Regions from separate parts of the Mus musculus genome. Here regions 1, 3 and 4 are each linked to region 2. The links are chromatin contacts, called in public promoter capture Hi-C maps. All regions are on one chromosome and are shown on one strand. The core of a region is the stretch at or near the end of the contact, and the rest is flanking DNA. Distances in the headings are between cores, read along the strand shown. Region 1 holds the start of Tbc1d8 (TBC1 domain family, member 8). Region 2 holds the start of Il1rl2 (interleukin 1 receptor-like 2). Region 3 overlaps Rfx8 (regulatory factor X 8). Region 4 holds the start of Rpl31 (ribosomal protein L31).

Region 1 (5,603 bases), core at 672-3,171, 850 kb before region 2:
TCATAAACTCTCTGAAGCTCACGAAGCACTGATAGGCAGCTCCGCCCTCCACATCTGGATCCTGCTGGATGGAGAATAATCTGAAGACTGCAGGCCCTGACTTACCTGTCCCACTGATTCCTTCCCAAGGCAGTAAGCCCATCAAACACCCCAGAGGCTCAGTGGATTAAGTGGGTGGGTGGGCAGCAGCAAAAGTGTCTGGGGGGGACAAACTGTTTCCCTATTTCCCAGTTTACAAGTCTCCTGTCCTACCGTCACCCTCTGCAACAGATGACTAATACACCAGATACTCTACTTAATCCACCATCAATTAAGCCACCGTCTCCAGTGTTGTACATACACAGCCCTCTCAGGCCACTTGGCCTCTACTGAGCTTTGCAGGATGCTACCAAGTTCTTGTTCTCCAGTCCAACACTAAATTCCATGGTGCTACCCAGGGCCTCACAAAGGGCTCAAAGGCCCCCTTCCTTCTACTGTAACTCTCCCCCCACCCCCACGAAGCCCACCTGCTGCACAAGTTGTCCCTGTTCAGGGGGGTTCGTGGCCACTCAGCTGCCCAGAACGTTCCACTGTCTACTAACCCTTTCAACCAGAATCCTGTGGTCTCCTACCCACTACTGAATTCTCAGGAGAGTCTCGGTTGTCATCGTGGACCCTGACCCCACCCTACACCTGCTAGCTTTTCCTGAAGCTAAAATACATGATTTTAGGTAGAAGCATATTCCTCATTTCTCCAACCAGACTCTGCTCCCAAAGGGCCGTCTCCAGACTGGCCCAGGTGCAGACAGTCACCAGCAATTAACCCGAGCGCACCGTTTAGGTCTGTTGACCCCCTCAGCGACATTCAGTAGAAGGTTATGAAAGGACCATCATCTGAAGTCCCTTTTACCAGAGGTGGCTCCTTAACCAAAGGAATCATTCCAACCCCCTAGGCAAAACACGACAATTCCCCTTCCCTGATTGAGCAGGTGCTCTAGCTAATAACGCGAGCTGATCCCAATCTCTTAACAGCTTTGAGCCATAACTTTTAGAAGGGGAAAATGCCTTGCTTGGAGACAACTTCAAAGCCTATCGTATTTTTGTCCTATCGTTCCACAGAAGACATTGAAAGGAGAAACAAAAGCGGCATGCTTAACTTCGCTACGCAACTATAGTGCCTCAGTTTCCCCTCGAAGCGAAGACAGCCCCCGCCTCCTGGGCCAGAAAGTCCTGGATCTCTAGAACCTCCCGATGATCTGGCCTGAAGTCCGCAGCTGCAACACCACCTGGAGCCACAGCTGCGTCCAGATGGCCAAGTCCGGGCCTGCCTGGGCGCACCCTTCTGTCACCTGGCGGGGCCCTAGGGCGCCCCGATCTCGCTGCCTTGGGGCAAGCTCTAGAAGCTGCGTCTCCAGCGTTCGCGAGCCAGGTCACACCAGATGCACCTGCCTCTCTCGGCCCGTGGGTCCCTGAGCTCCAAGCCCGACCGGAGCTCGCGTGAGAAACGCAGGAAAAAGGAAAACAAGCCATAGGCAGGGCCGTCCTGGCCTCGTCGGCTGCCACCGAGACACCACCTGCGACGCGGCCGGGCGGCAGGGACAGAGGCCGGGCCGGGCCGCCGCGCGCGCCCCTTACCGGTGAGGCGGCCGCCCCCCTCGCCGTGCCCGCGGCGCCGCTGCAAGACGAAGTAGCAGCTGCTCTTCTGGGTCACCCAGAGCTTCAGCGCGTTCTTGAGCAGCACCTCCTCGGGCTTGAGCCACATCGCGGCGAACCTGCCGCGCCTGCGGGTCCCGGTTCACATCGCCCCAGCAGCCGGCCGCACCGGGCCGAGCCCGCTTGGAAGGAGGCGGCGGGAACTGCGCGCGGAGACAGAAGCGGGAGCGCCTGCCGAGCCCCGGAGCGCGGAGACCACAGCTCGCCGGGCTCACCCCGCGCTGCCTGCCGTGGCCCCGCCCCGGCTAGACCCTGCCCACCAGCCGCGGTCCCGCCCACCCCCGAAGCCACGCCCTCCACCCTCCCCGAGGCTCCAGTGGCGCCTCCCTGGTTTCCTAGTCTCTGCGGCTCCCGGCCAGGGTTCCGGAGTGGCGGGAGGAAATCGGAGCCACTGCCAGGTCTCCTCCCTCTAGTCCCGGACGAGTCTCGAATTCCCTCCTTCCCGGTAGGAAGCGAGCAACTGCGCAAGTTGTCTCCACGCTCCTTGTTTAAAAGCTGGAGGAAGGACCTAGGGGGAAAAGACATCTTGTTATCCAAGCTGCAGGTTGCCCAACCCAGAGTCTTAACCTTAAAGAGCACAATGCACGCCAGTAAACTGGAGTGTGTTCAAGTTTCAAATAACCAAAAGCTAACACTGAAAATTGGAGACAATTGTATCTGGATTTTTTTTTAATGCTGCGCTCTTCATTTTTTTTTTAAATTAACACAGAATGCTACATATTTTAGTCCATATATACAGCAAGGAGAGGGTCAGAGAAATTGCTTTCCGTTAATTCAAACATTTACATTTCTTCTTTATTACATTTTATTTATTGGAGGGGGTGGTCACGAGAGACAGTTTGGCGCGTGGAAGTCAGAAGACAACTTTGAGGAGTCAGTCTTGGCTTCCATTATGTGGACCCTGGGAATCCAACTCAGGTCATCAGGCCTGGCAGCAGGAGTCATTCTTGACATCCCCCACTTATTATTTCTCTTACAGAATATTTTTTCATGCTTTTGTAAGGATACAACTGAAGCTATAGGAGAGGTGGCAACGCAGAAACCTGAGTCCAGCAGCAGACCATACTGAACACTGAATGTCTTACAGAGACATAGGACCTAGAAGGCACCACTATGAGACTCACCCCTGCAGGTCCTCTCCGGAAAAAAATAAGGCTCTTGTGTCTATTCTGAGAAAACATTAAAGAAAAAAACAAACCCACTAGAACATGGGAGCAGGTAATAGTAACGAGAAGCCACGGGGCATGTGAGTACAGGGTTTTAAATAAATATTTTCTCTAGGCTAGAGTAGACATGTTAGCTGTCCTTGAAAAAGGCCGAGGGAAAGGGATCCACGTGTTCTCTGTGGGGAGGTGGTTAGATCGGATATCTTAGCCAAAGGGAGGGGAAAGGTTCCCTTAGTCCCTGGGTTTTGACAAAAGGACAAAATGTGGTTGTTAAGTAGGACAGAACTGGAAAGTAGAAGCTGTCCTGGGGGAGGATCAGAAACTGGTCAGATCCAACAGACAGTAGCCCTGTAGAAAGCAAAGTGAGACGGGAGGTTGGGGGATGGGGAGGACGGTGGAGGGGAAAATAAGCAAGTTTTAGAGCCATGTTGTATACAAATGTCACCACGAAGTAAGCCCATTTCTCTGCAGACCAATCAAAAAATACAGAGAGAAAGAAGAGGAAGAAGAAGAAGAAGAAGAAGAAGAAGAAGAAGAAGAAGAAGAAGAAGAAGAAGAAAGAGAGATATTGAGAAAGCTGGTACACTGGCCAGCCACAGGCAACCATCTTCTCAAGAAAACAGAAGTTTATAAGCCACAATCACAGGCTTGGAGCCACACCAGAGTCAGAGGAGTCAGGGATGGGTGGCAAGAAAAGATTCCTTCACGAAACATTCCCAGGCACCCTTTGCTCTCTGAAGCACTTCGGGCCAGAACCATAGAGGTGAATTGGATATTAGTGCTTTTGTGTAACAAGATATTTCCTGGGAAAATGCAACACACATGTCTACTCACCTCAGATACCGATCCCATGACAGACCAAAGTGTGGACGCCACCAAAGTCCAACCTGGTCAACCAATGAGTTTTCTTGGGGTTACTTACAGGAATATGGGTGAGAGGTGACTTACAAGACCAGAAATGACTCAAAGACAGCTGCCTCACCAAAACCCACACCAGCATGAGTGACAGCTCACAAAGCTGGGAACCAGAAACACAGTGCACAGCCTGAGGGCAGGAGAGTGTCCTTTCTAGGTACCTCGGTTGGTCTACACTCTTCCAGGCAGATGGGCTGGCTGGTTTTTGCTTCTTCCAGGGAACTAGCTGGTCTGGGCTTAAGAGTCTTCTTTGTGGCCTTGCTCTACTGCATCTGAGAGGGACTCTTGGCTTTTATTGTTACTCTGGCAGGAAAGGGTAGCTGGCAGGGGTGGGGGGTGGGGGTGGGGGTGGAACCGGGTGGTGTGACTCTAGCCGGTTTCAGGGCCTTCCTGAGGCTATTTGTTTACCTTCCTGCTTAAGGAGCTTCCCTGTAGGATGGAATTTTTTTTTTAAAGATTTATTTATTATATGTAAGTACACTGTAGCTGTCTTCAGACACACCAGAAGAGGGCGTCAGATCTTGTTACGGATGGTTGTGAGCCACCATGTGGTTGCTGGGATTTGAACTCCGGACCTTTGGAAGAGCAGTCGGGTGCTCTTACCCACTGAGCCATCTCACCAGCCCCAGGATGGAATATTTTAATCTTGGTGGAAACTATTATACACCTGCCCTAGAGATTCACAGATGGGAAAACAGACACAGAAAATTGACGTGGGCTGAAGATATGGGGATGCACAAATGGAATCTTCAGGTGCTGGAGAAACAGGTTGAGAAAGCTCTAGAGAACACCTTTTGCTAGACTAGAGCTTTAAAAAAAAAAAAAAAACACATAGGCTTGCCACAAAGTCAAGGCTAAAGGCTCCTGGCTGCCTTGGCCTCTAGAGCTGTGAGGCACATTTCTAGTCTTTATAAATTATTCACTCTGTGGTATTCTGTGATAGCAGCAAAAAACAGATGGACCTGCTACACACACCCAGTGAATTATCAGTGGTTCTGATTGAATGTTAAATCTCCTGACCCATCCACAGTCACTCAGGTTGCAATTATTTAGCGCTTCCCCGTCAAATGTTAAAAGCAAGAGAAGTAGGGGCTGGAAAGGTGGCTCAGTGGTTAGAAGCAAGACTACTGTTCTTGCTGTCTGGTTGCCAGCACTCAGACAGCTCCAGGGATCCAGCAGTCTCTTCTGGCCTCTAGGCACTGCACTCCCATGAACAAACCCACAGAGACACGCGTGATTTAAAACATTTTTTACTCTTTAACTTGACTCGAGGGGAGCAGAGAGAAGCTCCTGGGGCTTACCTCTCCTCCCATTTCTGAGTCTCCTGCCTCTGCCTTTCACCACCACCTATGTCAGAGAGGAGCCAATAGAAGGCAGAAACACTCAGAGGGCGCTCTAAGGAGCTCAGCCTTCCAGACACAGAACAAGGAAGGAGATCCAGGGGAACTGGGGAAGAAGACATCCACAGGCACACACAGCATCCTCCTGTCAGCCACCTCTGGGTGCTAATCACCCCTTCATGGTGTTATCTTGGGTTGGATTGTACCCCTCAAAAGGTCTAGGTTGGCGCTCTAACCGCCCCCCAGCACCCCAGACTGTGACTTACTTGGAAATAGGATGCATGCAGATATAATTAGTCAGATGAGGTTATTAAGATAGATGTTAGTACAGTGAGCGGGATCCTTACAAAGGAGGAAGTTGGGGCAGGCGCACAGAATATCGTGTGCTGATGGAGTAATGCTGTTGCAGTCTAAGTAAACTGTAGGAGCTCAGAGAGAGCCTGGAACACCCTAAGAAGGTGCCAACCCCAGTGACTTGATTCTAGGCTTC
Region 2 (5,390 bases), core at 2,076-4,575:
AGCTCTTCCGGTTCTTGGCTGACTACATTCCACAGAGACTGTGCGGCTCTCTCACACACAGGGTTGCAGTGTTGGGCACACACCTAGAAATCACTGTGAGTGTGAGAGTCAAAACCGATGTCCTTTGAAATGAATGCTTCTTTATTAGTTAAGTATTAATGTTTAAAAGCTTTACTTACAAGTACCTGGGCTATGGGACTGCCTTTGCTCCCGATTCATGCCAACCTTCATTAATGGCCAAGTGTGCTGAGACAGGAGCCAGGTCCTCTAACTCCCAGATAACTAGTTACCCTTTCTAACCATCTTCTTTCTGCAGATGACATTGGAGAGGAATAAATGCAAGTCCTTTTATTTTTGATAAGGACATATGTCCGAGTTAAGTTTGAAAAGGTAGCCCCAGGAGCATCAAGAGTAGATAAGGATTTAGGGTGTTAATGTACAAGCAGAATGAGTTGCAGCACTGGTTGGCACCAGAACTTGCCAGCAGCTCCAGGGCCCTGTGACTAGGAGCCAGCACCACTTGGAAAGTGTCAGGGCAGATGGCTTCCTGCTTGCCAGGCTGGAAAGACCAGGAGACATCAACTACTGACTACTGGCTGAGTATCCTGAAGATCTGTTTGCACCTCTACCTCTAGTTATATGTTTTGAAGAGAAGTGTCATCGAGGAATCATAACGAGGTTAGATAGATGGACAGCCGTCTGGAAAACTAGCTTCCTCTTTCTATGGACCCAGAGGAACAAGACTCCTGACGGAGGCCACACTGCCAGGCTTCCTTTTTCTAGAAGGGGAAATGATTTGCTAATAGGACTTTAGTTTGTAGTGGGAGCTCTTGGAGGCAGTGGGTTTCTTCAAGCCCAGGCTAAAGGACTCCTGGATGTGTGCACTCGTGGCTGTGACTGTAAAGAATCACACAGTAATCATTAACTTCTGAGGCTCTGTGGTGCTGGTTATCGTACCAGGCGGCACCCCATGTATTTGCCGCTCTACCCAACACATATCCAGATTTTAGGTTCTACCCCAATGTATGGTTTGTGGGTCTCTAAATTTCATGTTAGACAGAAGTTGAGAAAGTGCTGAGATTTATGTCATAACCATATAGGTCAAAACAGAAAGGCCAAAGGGAGTATCTTCCTCTGGTATCTGTGGAGAGGTTGCCTGACTGAGCAACCAAGGCGCACATGCACATAGCCAACACAGATGAACACACATAATTAAACATAGTCAAAGTAAAACTTAAAAAGTAGAAAGAGAGAGCTCTTGCCCCAGACATCTACCTGTTGGCCCTAGAATATGGAGACGGACAGAGCTTCCTCTCCAAATCAGAAATACCTTGTCAGAGCTGGTAATGACCTGGGGCCAGGGCCTTGGGGGGAGCTGTGACCTCAGATCCTGAGATCTCAACTCTTCTGACTGTATGGAGTTATTGGTTATCAGTCTCAAGGCCATTGTATGCATGGCCTATATATAGTATTCTCCAGAAACCCTGTGTTCCTCTCTTGCAACACTGTTTGATTAGCTTCCTGCTGACTTTGTCCCGTTGTCGGGTAGCTTCTTTGGACACCCCCATTTCTCCCCTGGAAGTTGTACATCAAATAATGCTGTACTTTTTAAATAAGCTTGCTTGGCTCAAGCCATAGCTTGTACAAGACCTCCAGATCCCAAACTTTTTTTTTAAATCTTCTCTCTCTTCTATCCTCTTTATCTTCTGATCTCCTGGTTCTCTCTCTCTCTCTCTCTCTCTCTCTCTCTCTCTCTCTCTCCCTCTCTCCCTCTCTCCCTCTCTCTCTCTCTCTCTCTCTCTCTCTCTCCCCTGTTACTGAAGAAGGGCTTGCTGGTCTAGGCCCTAACCCCCACTCTCTGTGTCTCAGGGGAACACAGCAGCCATGAGCTCAGTAGCACACACCGACTTGCCCTGCCTTTGTGTATTATTAGATCTACTCTTTCCCCATGCAACTCCCCCGCCCCCATGCCTTCACCCTGCCATTCCTCTTCAGCTCTATGTGCACCTGGTTTGAAAACCTGTGCTGTTCCCTTAGTGCTTTGCGCTTTAGGCTGTCTTTAGTGGTAAGGGTACCAATTCCGGGGTGAGGAGGAATTAGTGTGAGATTATATTTTTCCTGATTTAAACATTGTAATATCTTTTAATTTTGCCTATAATAATGGCAGCCATTGTATTGTCGTTCCCAGGCCCCATGTGATCTAGCCACACCTACTTCCATACTTCAGTTTACCCAGCTCTCCCCTCTGCTGTGTGGCAATCACTCTCCCTTCATTTCAGTTTTTTTTTTTGGAGTGTCCCAAACTCGGTCCTTCAGAGACTTTGTACTGACGGTTCATTCTGTAGGGATGTAAATGGCTGTTGCAGAAGATCAGACTTTGGTCCCCAGAACCCATATCAGGTAACTCACAAACACCTGTAATTCCAGCTCCAAGGGAGCCGACACCCTCTTCTGGACCCTATGGTCACCTGCAGTCACATGCACATAGCCAGTGCAGATGCACACACATAATTAAACATAGTAAAAATAAAACGTAAAAAGTAGAAAGAGAGAGCTCTTGCCCCAGACATCTACCTGTTGGGCTCCAGGCCACTGCTCAGGAGAAAGGCTGTGCCTTATCATATTCTTTCCACCTGTCTCCTAACTGTATTTCATATCTTATGTGCTTCCTAATAGTTGAATATCTCTTTTAAAAAAATGTTATTTACCAGAAAATCATGGTGGCAAGCTGTTGAAGGGCTCATGTCTCTAAGCTGTCTTCCCAACACTCAGTGTGCCATCGGACACATTCGGATGCCTTTAATATTTGGCAAGAACATGGGGCATCAGAATCCTTCTCTAGAGAATGGTGTCATGGAATAATCAGTCAGAGGTTTGCCAACGCAGACGAGGGCACACCTACCTAATGATCCAGGAGCTTCTCTCAGACGTGTAAGAGACATTGCCAGGATTGTCGCGGCAACATTATGTATAATAATTAGCAAAACGTAAAAAAAATGGGACAACCAAAATGGCTAAGGGAGAGAGACACGTCGGTTGCTCATGCTCACAGGATGGGGCAAGCCTTTATTGAGAAGGACCACACCTCAAATGTTTAAATCCCGCAAGTATAATGCTTTTATTAAAAAGTAAGTTATGTAAGTGCACAGTATAGTAAATTTTATACAGTGACTAGGAAATCTTATGTAAGAATATCTTACATTGCTTAAGGAATTTCCTGCTTCTCCCTCTCTGCTCTCCACCCCCACACACCACTCAGACACACACAAAGGGAGGGGGAGGGGAGAGAATAAGCACCAAGCTGAAGACTGGGAGTTTGGGTTTGGGCGGACAGAGACCGGAAGCTGGGAGATGATGGCTTCTGATGTTTGTTGCTTACGCGACACAGCTTGTTTGGAATTATGTGGCCCTTGACAACTGCGTGGCACACACTTCAAGATACAAAAGTGAGAAGAAGAGGGGGGTCACCAGAGGAGACTGAAGTCAGTAAGTTTCTACCAAAGCTGGGTTTCTTCTGGCCACTCCAAACAAAGCTGAAATTGTCCTTCAGACCTCTGTGAGTACAGTCTCAGTTCCTTCCGTAGTTCTCTGGGAGGTTCTGCGTGCACACACGTGATAGTTTTGTGTTTTTATTTTTAAAACTTCAATCAGTTTTGTCTTAATTTTATATATTACTGGGGTTTGGTGCGCACTAATTGAACCCAGCTTCTTTTCACCGGCTTCATCCACCCACCCCTGTAATCTCTCTTCTACATCTTAGCTTCCTGTTTGTTTAATTTCCGTATAGGTAGGACGTTTCTTCTGTTTCTCATTCCGCTTAACGTCGTGGTTTTTGTTTTTGTTTTCCCTGAAAACTCACTATCCCCATATCTGTTCTGTATCCAGAACTAATGATTGATTCCTCATGCATCAGCAGACTTACTCAACACAGAGATCATCCCAGAATTGTAAGGCAGAGTGCTTCTGCCAAGGGACAGTACTCGGACAGACACGTGTACATCTTAACTTTGTGAACCTGGGACAGCTAGTCAGACTGACGCTGTGGTTGTTTTCAAAGTCTTACAGTTTCTAATCCACAAAGACTCCGAGGGATGCCCACTAAGAAGCTGTTGGTCTGACAGCGTTTGCCGCCACTGCTCTTCTCAGTGCCTAGTGGGGTCTCCAGTGTCTCTGGCGCAGGAAGACAGGTCCGAGCAAGCATTACTTTATGGCAAGTTTAGACTGACTGTATCGGTGCTCAACCTGTCGGGAGTCTGCTTTACCTAAGATCTGGCACGAGGACGGGGCTGGGGTGGGGTTAATGCCTTTTCTCAGAAGCGCTTCCACCTCTGGAATAGTCCATTTTAGGACAGTGCTGGGTGTGTAAGAACCGCTCAGATAGTGTTTGGAAAGGATATAATAATTTTTAGCGATGATCTGGAGCATATTTAAGCCGACATTCCTGATAGATGAACGTGCTGGCCTGGGATCAGGAAAAAAAGACTGAACGATTTTCGAAGGACGGATTATTTCTGTCCTGCTCCACTTGGGGAAGGTGAGTCTGTTCCGCCCGCGGCGGAGAAGCGATGCCCAAGGTGCAGAGTGCGGTGACCAACCAGGATTCGGTCCCCAGAGTGGTTCCCGCTCTGCTCCACGAGACCCAGCGCTCTGAGACCCCATAGGCAGGTGGAGCAAGCCCGGGGCAGCCGGAGCGGAGGGAGTTAGCGATCAATAGTCACTGGGGCGGCTAGAAGACTCCGACCTGGAAAGTGGGCCGGGACTTGGGTCAAACTCTGGGATTCCTGCTCTCCCTTGCCCTTTCCAGGTGGGCCAGCACTTACCGCTCAGCCAGCGAGCACATAGGGTTACAGGGGAGCCCCTCCGACCCATGCGATCCCAGATGCACGCTGGGCGGGTCCACAGTCTGCTCTGGCTGGGGTTCAGTCTCCTGGCCCTGGCTTGATCCAAGTGCCAGCACATCTGGCCCTGTCTCCCAACTCCCCACCAGTCCCCTTCACAGGCCAGTCGGCGTTTACTGGCTTCTGAAGGTCTGGTGTAATGGAGATGGGGAAAGGCTGGCCTTGGAACGGAGGGAGGCCAAGTGGAGGGCTCCCCATGCAGAGGGGAAGGAAGGCCAGTGACCTGAACTGGGACTGACATTCTGGATTCTCTAAAATTGTGTGCGGGAAGGTACCAGCCTCACTGCATCCCTTACTTCTACCATTGTCCTCTCTTTTCCTTTGTAGCCTGAGATGGGGGTTACATCTTTGCTCTTCTGTGGGGTGTTTTTCCTGCTTCTGCTTTTCGTGGCAGCAGGTAAGTTCTGCGGGTCTGTGAGTCCTTGTATCCCAGAGACCTGTTGCCTTGCCAGCAGCATCCTTTGTCATTCATCTCCGTGCCCCTGACTCACC
Region 3 (5,152 bases), core at 1,186-3,685, 640 kb before region 2:
GGTATGGTATGTATATTGGGGTGTGCTGTTCTGGGTTAGTATGTACTAGGGGGTGCTGCTCTGGGCTGGCATATGTATTGGGATATGCTGATCTGGACTGGTATGTTTATGGGGTATGTTCTGTGCTGTTGTGTATTGCGGTGTTGTGTATTGTGCTGTTGTGTATTGTGCTGTTGTGTATTGTGCTGTTGTGTATTGTGCTGTTGTGTATTGGAGGTGCTGTTCTGGGCTGGTGTGTATTGGGGTATGCTGTTCTGGGCTGGTATATATTGGAGGTGCTGTTCTGGGCTAGTGTGTATTGGGGGTGCTATTCTGTGTTGGTGTATATTGGGGGTGTTGTTCTCACCTGAGTACTGGCATTTGTTTCTGGAAGGGATGCCCAGGGGAGTCAAGGGTCCACCCACCTTATACAGCTGCATGTCATAGCATCCTAAGAGCTGGCGCACGTCGGGCAGAGACATGAGCATGACTGTGTCTTGCTGCCGAGATTTCCAGAAGGATGTGATTAAATCCTCCACCTAATGTGACAGAACATATCATCAGCAACCCAGGCTGTGCCTTGTGGGCCTCAGCCCTTCATAGTCAGTGACCCCACAGGCCATGGCAAGGCCTCACACCAGCGCATGCAAAGTTATGATATCAGCTTCACAGGCTGTGTTTGGAAACTACTCTTCTTACTTGGTGGGCGCTGGTGTTTTGCCTGCACTTATGTTTGTATGAGATGTCAGATCTCCTGGAACTGGAGTTATAGACAGTGGTGAGCCACCATGTGGGTGCTTGGAATTGAACCTGAGTCTTCTGGAAGAGTAGTCACCACTCTTAACCTCTGGACCATCTCTCCAGAGGAAACACCTCTTTTTAGCAACCATAGCAGATCACTCTGCCTTGGCCCTCCACTAGGAAACCTACTTCCTTGAGGGTGTTTCCTACAGGGAAAGCTGTTTCTGGCCACCAGAGGGCCCTGGTTGATTACCATAAGATGAAGGCTACAGGGGCTTTATCAAGGGTTGAGAAGAAAAGCTTACTGACTGACTGGCTGGCTGACTGATCACTTTGCTCTTTTTCCAGCTTAAAAAAAAAAAAAAAGAAAAAAGTAAGAGTATTGCTCCTCGTGCCTAACTCCTCAGCACCAATTGTGAAGCCACATGAGCCCCTCTCAGAGATCAAGTAGGGGACACATCAAGGGGCCAAAAGTCAGGTTCCTTCTTTTTCTGTTTTATTTGCCTGTTTCCAGATTCCAATTTTTGAATTAGATTGGCAGCTGCCAGCTGATAAAGACCACCCACCTCCTTTAAAGGTTTATTATTAATTCTGTATGTGCTCGCGTGTGTGCATGCCTACAGAGTCAGAAGAAGGCCTCAGAGCCCCCAGAGCAGGAGTTACAGCTGTGAGCCACCGTGCTGGTGCTGGGAAGTGGACTCAGGTCTTCCACAAAAGCAGCTAGTGCTCTTAACCACTGAGCCATTTCTCTAGCATAAGGCTCCTGTCCTGTGGGATTTCCATGGGCAGGGACATTCTAAGGTATCCAGGAACCCCAGGCCAGAAGTGATTCCTGGCCAGGTAGTGAGAGCCACCAGGAGGACCATGACTTGGGATCTGTGTCAGGAACACTGACAGACTTGTCCAAGTAGATTCAGGAAAGCTGTCCACTCATAGCCTGGTTGGCTACCCATGTTCCAAGCTCCCTGCTCCTGCTCATTAGTGAGTAAGAAACACAAGTGTTTCTCCAGTGTGTTCCCTCTACCTGATCCTGTGACTGCCTGGACTGAACTGCCTTGCATTACAGAAGGCCATCGAGGTAGAGGCCTGATGACTGGATGCTCATGACTCCATAAGAAGGCGAGACAGACAGATGGACAGACGCACATGCACACGCACACGAGCTCCTGTGTTGCTCTAGGCTGCCAACAAGAAAGCTATCATCCTTAGACCTTCAACCTTTAAAACTGTGACCCAAAATAAACTTTTCTCTTTATAAAGAAGCCCTCCCTAGGCATTTTGTTTATAATAATTGTTATAGTTTGAATCTAGAGTGTTTCCCCATGGCCCACTGCTTAAAGGTGTGGTCCTTGGCTGGTGTGCTAATCGGAGGTGGTGGCACATTTGGGAGTTAGGCCTAGTAGGCAGCATCCCGGCCACTGGGGCTGTGAGCTTTCAGAGGATGGTGAGACCTCCGGCTCTTCCTCTTTCTCAGTGTCTCGCCCAGGAGGAACAGGCTGTTCTGATGCTTGCTCCCTGCCTCTTCACAGATGCAAACTGGAGGGCAGTGCCAAGAAGACATGGGCCAAAATTCCCCAGACCATAAATTAAAGCCAGTATCCCTGCGTTTTAAGTTTCTTATCTCGGGTATTCTGTGGGAGTTAACAGTTGCTGACACACATCAGTCGAGAAGGGGTGACTAACGGACAGGGGCAGGACTCGTCAGCCTTACTGTGTAACGTTGTTCCCCTCATTACCAAATTACACATTCCTCAAGCCTTGTGGAAAATGACTTCCTAGTCCCAGAAACAGAGCTGTCACGGGACATGATTTAAGCAAGTATCTGCTGAGTGGAAGGAAGCTGTGAGAGGCTTGGCATCACGATGCTGCAGAGACAGAGAGGGGCACACTGGTGTCTCCCACTCTGCCATGCTTCACTCCGGCTCCACGGCGCGTGTGCTCACGCTGAGAGCCTTGCCGCTCAAAGCTGAAATGCTTAGATACCGGAAGCATCAGGAAAGCTCCCATTTGAATGTGCTCTTGCTTCTCTGGATTCTTATCTCATACATAGAGGAGTAAAGTCCAGGCAGTCGGATGGCTCAGTGTGTCCTGCCAAGCATGGGTTCTTGAGTTCCATCCCTGATTCCCACAGGCTGGCAGGACAGAGCTGAGTCCTGAACACTGTCCTCTGACCGCACGCGAGTCAGGCTCACAATAGGCTAGATAAACTCTAATTTAAAAATGTGTTTCCCACATTCAGTTTACACCCCTCCTTGTGTAATGGGGAGACCTCAGAGCGTCACCCTATAGGTAGGTGGTCACTATAGGTAGGTGGTCACTATAGGTACGTGGTCACTATAGGTAGGTGGTCACTATAGGTAGGTGGTGTGTCACTGAGCAGTCACCAGTTCTACAATAAAATCCGCAACACCCATCCGTGCCGGATCGATCACCTGCCTCAGAGTCCCTTTCCTTTGCCATGGCATGTCTTGATATGATGTGGCAGGCATTACTGGGGAAGAGGTCGGTATTACTACCTACACTCTACTCAGGCAGAGCTGAATCTGCTCTTCAAGCATCGTGACACCCATATCAGAACCTCTGAGAATTTCCAAATGACTAAGCCGAGACAAGACCACTTTCCAGAACTCACCGGTGACCAGACCAGCTGGATGAGCTGTTTGATGCAATGGGCTAGCTCTTGCTGTCCCTGGAGGGGTCCTATCAAGTTAAGTGGTTGACAGCCGGTCATAAGTGCCTGTATTTCATAGATAAAAGCCTACCTTCTCCAGTTCTTGGTTCCTCACATTCTGTAAAATGTCTCGACAGTAGTTGCAGTATTCATCAGCAAGAAAGACCACCTAGGAAGGCAATGAGTGTTAGCTCCTCTGTTGGGCCTTCACAAACAATCAGCCTGAGAGACCCAGGGGATCGGTTCTCTAGGGACAATCTTGTCACAGCTCTGGCGTGACAGTGACAGTAGCCAGGCTTTTCACCCGGCCTGTGCTGTGTGCATGGAGTCAGCACAACCTCCTGACAGCTCATGGCACTTCCGGTTTTCGGTGGTCACTCACACACTGCCAGGGTCAGTTCTAGCACTCTAACTTTTGAGGGTGTGTAATATTTTTTTTGTATGTGTTTTGTGTGTATGTGTACTTGTATGTCTGTGAACATGTACATGCATGTGCAGAGGCCAGAGGCAGACATCTAGTGTCTTCATCTATAATGTTCCACCCTTAAAGTCTTTAAAGGATTTTTGTATGTATTTATCCATGCATGTGGGTGTACATGGGAACATGCATGGCACAGCACATGTATAAGGTCACATTCATGAATGTGGATATATATGGGAACATGCATGGCACAGCACATATGTGAGGTCATAGTTATGGGTGTGAGCATATATGGGAACATGCATGACACAGCACATGTGTGAGGTCATATTCATGGGTGTGGGCATATATGGGAACATGCATGGCACAGCACATGTGTGAGGTCACATTCACGCATGTGGGTATATATGGGAACATGCATGACACAGCACATATGTGAGGTAGAGGAGGCTCTCTCCTGCTGTGTGAGTCCTAGGGATTGAACCTAGGCTGTCAGGCTTGGTGGTAAGCCTGCTGAGCCATCTTGTGGACTTCCTCTTTTTGAGGATTGGTGATGATGGTGGTGGTGGTGGTGGTGGTGGTGGTGGTGGTGGTGGTGGTATTGGTGGTAGTGTGTGTGTGTGTTATGCCTGTGTGTGCTTACATAGGCCCAAAGAGGACACTAAGTGTCCCCTCTATCACTTTCACCTCATTCCTTGAGACAGGGTAGCACTGAACCTGGGACCACTGTGGCTAGGCTAGCTGGCAAGTGATCAGCGATCCACTGTGGCGCTGAGACTTTAGACCTGTACCTCTGTGCTCAACTTTGCCTGGCTGATGGGTTCTGAGTTCTGACCCTCAAGCTGGCGAAGCACCTGCTTGTGATTGCACCAGTGTTCCAAAGGCCCCGACGGCTGACACCCGGGTTCCTGAACGCTGCCACCCGAGTTCCTAGAGGAGCCAGGGGTCTGCTTCCCTTTTCTAGTCCCTTCTTTCATGGGGAAGCCCTCACTTCAGAGGAGGAAAGACAGCAGTCCCAGGGGGCCTGGCACCAGTTCTGAGGGAAGACATCCATTTTCAGGCCCTGGAGGAATGCTGGCCCTCCTGGGTCTGAGAGTAAGGAGGCGGTTCCCCGGGGCAATGACCACACCACAGGAGGAATAAGAGGGCACTGATGTGAGACCCACACCCCTCGGGGCACAGACCTACCAGCTTACAGGAGTACTTGTTTGCCAGCTCTTGTTCCCAGACCGGACATCTTCTGAATGGAGACACAGGTGAGCCCATCGGGTCCTTCTTTATTGGTGAATGATTTTCACACTGCAAGTCATTTATACCATGATTGTTTCTTTAAAATAAAA
Region 4 (5,552 bases), core at 1,710-4,209, 960 kb before region 2:
CCCATATACTGAAGACCAGCCCAGGCTGAGTTGGGCTCACCTCCTGCAGTTCTTTTTTTTTTTTTTTCTTTCGAGACAGGGTTTCTCTGTGTAGCCCTGGCTGTCCTGGAACTCACTCTGTAGACCAGGCTGGCCTTGAACTCAGAAATCCACCTGCCTCTGCCTCCCAAGTGCTGGGACTAAAGGTGTGCACCACCACTGCCCGGCCTGCAGTTCTAAGATATGTTCCAGCAAGTTCAACCACAAAAGGGGAGTCACCAGAGGTTGCTAGGGAGTTAGTTGAGGGTATAAGAATTGACTAGCCACTTTGTTTGGAGAAGGTTGTGCACGGAACTCCGTGCAGATGCATGTCCCAGGGTGCTAAGCTGCCTCTGAAAACTACCCACTTTAGGAGCTCATGGTTTAGGAGCCACCTAGATGCTGGCTGCATGAAGCTAAAGTTCCTTCTAGGGCTCTATTAAGATAGACAGGTCTGTAATTTCTCCTCTTCTGTAAAATGATGATGGCTCCTTCTTGGTTCTCTAGCTAGGATCCATTTTGGATACCATGAGGTTGCTATAGATATGTACCCTTGATTGCTCTATCCTGAGGGTGGGGGTGGAGTGGGCAGGAAATATTTTTCATTCACCAAGAGGAACATTTGGAAAGAACTTGAAATGAACCCTAAAAACATGAAGTCTGTATGGAACTCTGACCTATTTTTTTCTCTTACCCTAGCATTGTCTAAGGGTTAGAGATTGGGTTTTTCTGGAAACAAACTTATAGTTTAATTGTAGTCATACTTTAATTGATGGTTAGACTCCTAAGTGGAACAAGATTGTTAATGGACACAGTGTATTCATTCTCCTAAGGCTGTCTATCTGGAAGTCATTAAAAGAGGGTGGAGTATGCTGTGCTCCTAATTTAATTTAACTCTGCCTGAATTGTGCACATGTTCAAAATTTGGGTTCGCTCAAAAACCTATAATTGTGTAATTTTCCACTAAATGCATGCATCATGGGAATTGTAATCACTGACCTCTTCATTCATTATCTTTGCTTATTAAAAGGTCATTCTGTAACTACATCTGTGTCCCAGAAAAACCATGATCATACTGTCTGGAAAAGTACAGTGTCTTGGCTCAAGAGTCAAGATTGAATGTGACCTCAGTTTAAGATACTACAAACAAACTAAAATTGTAACACCTTCTGTCTCTAACAACTAAAATCCCCTTGTACAAACAACATTGTTGTCATTGTTAGACAAGGTATCACTATGTAGCTCTGGCTGGCTTGGAACTCCCTATATAGATCAGGCTGTTCTGCAACTTACAGAGCTCCACCTGCCTCTGCCTCCCACTGTGGAATTAAAAGTGTGTGCCACCACACCTGGCGAAGTGAAGCAGTTCCTAGTCATGACTTTGCACTCTTGCCAAAATGTCCTAGTAAAAATTTAGCGATATAAAATGGCTTTAATTTCTGTTCATGTTGTAGCTTGACGATCTCAAAGTCAGCCAGTAATATACTGAAAAAAATCTAATCTGAGTCATCTAGAGAAATGCTATTAGTGCTCAGATGGACTTCATATTATGGAGATAAATAGCCTTGCTTTTCTGTAGAAAAGCTCATTAGAAATGAGGCAGGGGAATTTTTTTTCCTTTTTGATTTTTTAGCTTAATCATGTGTGGACGGATATGTCTAGTTTATTGACTCCTTAAATTATTCATGTTTTACTTTTAGTATGAAGTCAGGAACTCACAGCCTTTTATAAACTCAGCTTTTCTAATTAACCATTATTTATTAACCATAACTAATTATCATTTCTTGCTCAAGTCAGCACACTCTGACTAGTGGGCTCCTCTGTCTTCTTGCTAAAGATCCCAAATTCACATTTTCATATTCTCTTTATAGCCCTTCCTCCCTCTCCCTCCCTCAGTCTCTACTCTCCCCTTCCCTCTCTCCTCCCCTTACTCTTGGATCTAGTCTCATTGTGTAGCCAAGACTGGCCTCTGTGTAGTCCGTCCTTAATTTGGCATCCTCTTGCTCTGCCTCCTGAATGCATCGCTCCAGACTTCCTTTTAAATTATTTTTGAGTGGCTCTGCTTGGGAGATTGCGTTGCAATTTTCTGAGCTCAACCCCAGTACCAATCAGCACTCCCATAGAACCCCTTCTGGTTTGGATTCTCTAAGAACTAGAACCGAGCCTGTCTGCTCCTTTCCTCCTAGCCCCACTGAGAAGTCATCAGATATTGTCAAGCGTGTTTAGCCCACTACAGTCAAGGATATCTCGAACTCCTGATCACCTAACTCAACCCACAAAGTTCTGGGATCACAGGTGTGCACCACCACACGTGGCTGTGGACACTATTTTCTTAAGAGAGAGAGAGCAGTTGCCTGTCCACCCCAAGTCTGACCTTTGGGGAATCCAAAGGCCCCAGCATCCCTTAGCCAAAGGAGGCAGAGACATAGGTTCCTTGTAAGATCGTGGAGTTTCTGCCTGCCTGTCTTCTTGCCTGTGAGATCCTGAAACTTGCTCATTGCTGAAACTCCAATAGACAGGCTATTCGGACATGTTTAGATTCGGAGATCTATTTTCTACGGACGTGCCTGGCATTTCCGTGGGCATTTTCGACTTGGAAAATAAATTCTTTTGTTGTCGTCTCGGTCATTCCGGGGACCTTCCGCCAAGCACAGTATCTAATAGATTAAACAAACGTAGAGTGAGTGAGCGAGTGCACCCGAAAAACTGGAGTATCTTCCCTCCCGGCCGGGCGTTCCGAATCCGGGTTCGGGTTGGGATTTAAATCCCATCCCGCACCTCCACTGCTCAAGGCAGATTGCAAGAAGACTGACAAGATCGACCCCGCCCTGGGCCCGCCCTGGGTCCGCCCCATGCCGCTCGCTCCGCCCCTGACGCGCGCTGTATTTACGCCCCAGCCTAACTCCTAACTTCCCTCGCCACACCTCTTCCTCCTCGCCTCCCCGTGACCCGGAAGTTGTACGGCTACGCGACTTTCCCTCCCACAAACCCTCGCGCCCTTCCTTTCCTACTTGGGCCCGGCAGAGTGAGTATGGCTGCGGGGTCGCGGCTCTGAAATCCGGCGCCATCCGCGCCCGGCGCGGGACGGGCAGGCTCGGTGGGGTTTGTCCCGCGCCGCGCGGAGGCTCTGCGGTCCGGGGCGGTGGGAGGACGGCCTGCGGGGTACGGGTGCACCTTAGCTCGGGCTTGGGCTTTCCCACTACCTGCTTAGAGCCTCCCTCCCTGTCGCCTGCGTCTAGATGGCTCCCGCAAAGAAGGGTGGCGAGAAGAAGAAGGGCCGTTCTGCCATCAACGAGGTGGTGACCCGAGAATACACCATCAACATTCACAAGCGCATCCATGGAGTGTGAGTACCGGGCGGGCGGTGTGGCCCGCGACCCCCTTCGGGCTCCGGCCGGGCTGGGCTGTCACCCGCGAGCCTTGCTTACAGACTGGGTGCTCTAGAGGGCAAGCGGGTTTATTCCGGTGTGGTTGTGTGTACGTGGAAGGTGTGCGGGGTTTGGCTTGCACGGCAACCGGCTAGGAAATGGAGACTGGAGGCTGTGATGGAGTTTGAGGGAGCGGTTAGACTTGGGGAAGGTTGGTGGTGCTAAAACGTGAGTTCTGGTAATCCGGACGTGTAAAAGGAAAGTCAGTGACTTGTACGCTGCAGGAAAGTGGCCGGTTACTACCTCAAGTGCGAAATACGATTTTTTTTTTCGTCGTCCGATTATACAGATTTGTGCAAATTCGGGGCAAGTTGTAGTAAAGTGGCGGTTACAGAGAGTGATTGCGGTCCTTATTTGTACACGACCTATCTGCATTTGCGTTCCAGCCCTAGAGCTTGAGTTCTTGGACTTGATGGTTTAGTATTTTCGGAGAGATTTTGCCGGGTTGAAATGTGTGTCTGCACCTAGTGGGTTGCCCCAAGGTCTTTGCCCGGTATGAATACTGCTGGTGGTCGGCCACGTTCCTTCCTCTATGGTTGGGCATATTAAGCACTATGAAGCACTATTTAGGCCTGTGACAAAGTGAAAGTAGGCCACAAGTTAAAGGTGGTGTGGGTGTTGCCCAGTATGTGGAAGGAAGAGTCGCTCTCAGGTGAAAGGTACTCTTTAAAAGCAGCCTTGAATAGAGCATTGTAGAAGCGAGTCGTACCCCCCCCCCAGGCCTTTTGTATTTTGTTGATAAGGCCCTATGTGAGAATCTCTAGCCTCCTTCATTCTTTGGTAATTTCTTGGTCCCCATTGTGGTGTAAACCAAGCCTCTGCTTTGTTCCACTCCTTGCTTTCCCTGTCTCATTCATTCGGGTAGTAGTTGAGCCCAGTGCTAGGTCTGCCCTCTGAGATCTACTCACTGACTGCGGCAGCCCCACTTTTTCCAATTCCCTAACCATAACATTGAGATTGCTCAGTGCTCCATCTCTTTCCTGGTCTTTGTAAGTGATACCACCTGACTGGTTGCTTGCGTGAGTTTTTTTCAAGCTAGCTGTGAAGTGGGTTGTCTGGGCACTAGAGACAGGCTGCGGGTAGGTAGAATAGAGAAAGCAGATGCTCTTTGTCTCACTTGGAGTGGACTTGACGGGTGTTGAACAGACCTGGGCTTTTTTGGTTGATTGGTTTTTGGATTTGAGGTCTTCCCACCCAGCCTCCATGTTGGGATCATTGGTGCGTGCACCATGCTCTAGAAAGGTTCAAGTTTTTTGTTTTTTAATAGCCCTCTATCATGTACCCTGGCTATATTCATAGGAGAGTGCCTGCCTCAATTCCACAGAACTTTGTCTTCCTTTTGTATGAGTGTTTTGCCTGAATGCTTGTATGCTCCACATTGGTGCTGGAATCAAACCTAGGTCATCTGCAAGAGCAGATATTTTTAACCGCTGGATCATCAGGACCATCATTCAGGATTGCTGTGAGCAGGCCTGGTTGGTGACTGATACTCTGGGAAAGTGAGCGGGACATCTTGAACTATAGGATGCTTGGAATTTACCCCTACATCTTAAGTACTGATGCTAGTAGCTGGACATTTCATGCTTGGCCAGAGGGTTCTTCGTTTCATGATGGCATGCCATTTACATATATAATTTTTGACTTTTTTTTTAATGTGCTTGTGTTCTGAACCTTAGGGGCTTCAAGAAGCGTGCTCCTCGGGCACTCAAAGAAATTCGGAAGTTTGCCATGAAGGAAATGGGGACACCAGATGTGCGCATTGACACCAGGCTCAATAAAGCCGTCTGGGCCAAGGGAATAAGGTACTGAAGTTACTTGGTGCAGTGATGACAGCTTATCCAATTCCTTATATAGTGTGTGTGTGTCACATTTGAGAGTTCAGTTAGCAGATGTAGGGTAGAAAAGATACTGGGACAATGCCTCAGGCTAAGCTTGTGTCTTCTGTTGTAAGGGAGACAGCAGTATTGGAAGAGCTCCATTGGCTGCAGGAAAAAGCAGTGCTTTAGAGCCTAAGGTGTTGGCCTCCCTGGGAAGGAGTGTTCTGCTGCCCAGAAGGGTTGATATATGTCATGTCCTGTAGCCTATAAGGGGATTAACACCGAGGTT

The links. Promoter capture Hi-C pulls out the DNA fragments that hold promoters and counts their contacts.
Region 1: a promoter capture Hi-C map of pre-B cells shows a contact between it and region 2, with 3 times the contacts expected there. The contact joins the promoter of Tbc1d8 here to the promoter of Il1rl2 in region 2. A contact is called at or near these places in 2 of 39 promoter capture datasets (liver and pre-B cells).
Region 3: a contact with region 2 is called in a promoter capture Hi-C map of cranial neural crest. The contact joins the enhancer-like site here to the promoter of Il1rl2 in region 2. A contact is called at or near these places in 3 of 39 promoter capture datasets (the 3T3-L1 cell line, cranial neural crest and embryonic stem cells), 1 of 115 datasets of contacts at active chromatin or transcription factors (pancreatic cancer cells) and 2 of 9 other capture datasets (liver and macrophages).
Region 4: a promoter capture Hi-C map of liver shows a contact between it and region 2, with 3 times the contacts expected there. The contact joins the promoter of Rpl31 here to the promoter of Il1rl2 in region 2. A contact is called at or near these places in 4 of 39 promoter capture datasets (cranial neural crest, liver and pre-B cells).

The regions. Positions count from the first base shown.
Region 1 is chr1:39,476,826-39,482,428 of GRCm38.p6, forward strand. It overlaps Tbc1d8 (TBC1 domain family, member 8), which reads right to left and starts at 1,922. Exons shown (of 20, transcript NM_018775.4): 1 at 1,615-1,922. The coding sequence starts at 1,741.
Region 2 is chr1:40,321,264-40,326,653 of GRCm38.p6, forward strand. Il1rl2 (interleukin 1 receptor-like 2) reads left to right here and starts at 3,326. Exons shown (of 11, transcript NM_001356478.1): 1 at 3,326-3,486; 2 at 5,226-5,295. The coding sequence starts at 5,232.
Region 3 is chr1:39,685,091-39,690,242 of GRCm38.p6, forward strand. It overlaps Rfx8 (regulatory factor X 8), which reads right to left. Exons shown (of 15, transcript NM_001145660.1): 6 at 5,001-5,111; 7 at 3,483-3,560; 8 at 405-518. Among named protein-coding and RNA genes, the nearest start is that of Rfx8, 33 kb to the right of the region's middle. Within about 2 kb of position 2,436, at least 39 of the 459 cell types and tissues checked have an H3K27ac peak or open chromatin away from gene starts, as enhancers often do. A contact at or near this core is called in pancreatic cancer cells, where this site is marked.
Region 4 is chr1:39,364,892-39,370,443 of GRCm38.p6, forward strand. It overlaps Rpl31 (ribosomal protein L31), which reads left to right and starts at 2,960. Exons shown (of 4, transcript NM_001252218.1): 1 at 2,960-3,364; 2 at 5,123-5,248. The coding sequence starts at 3,258.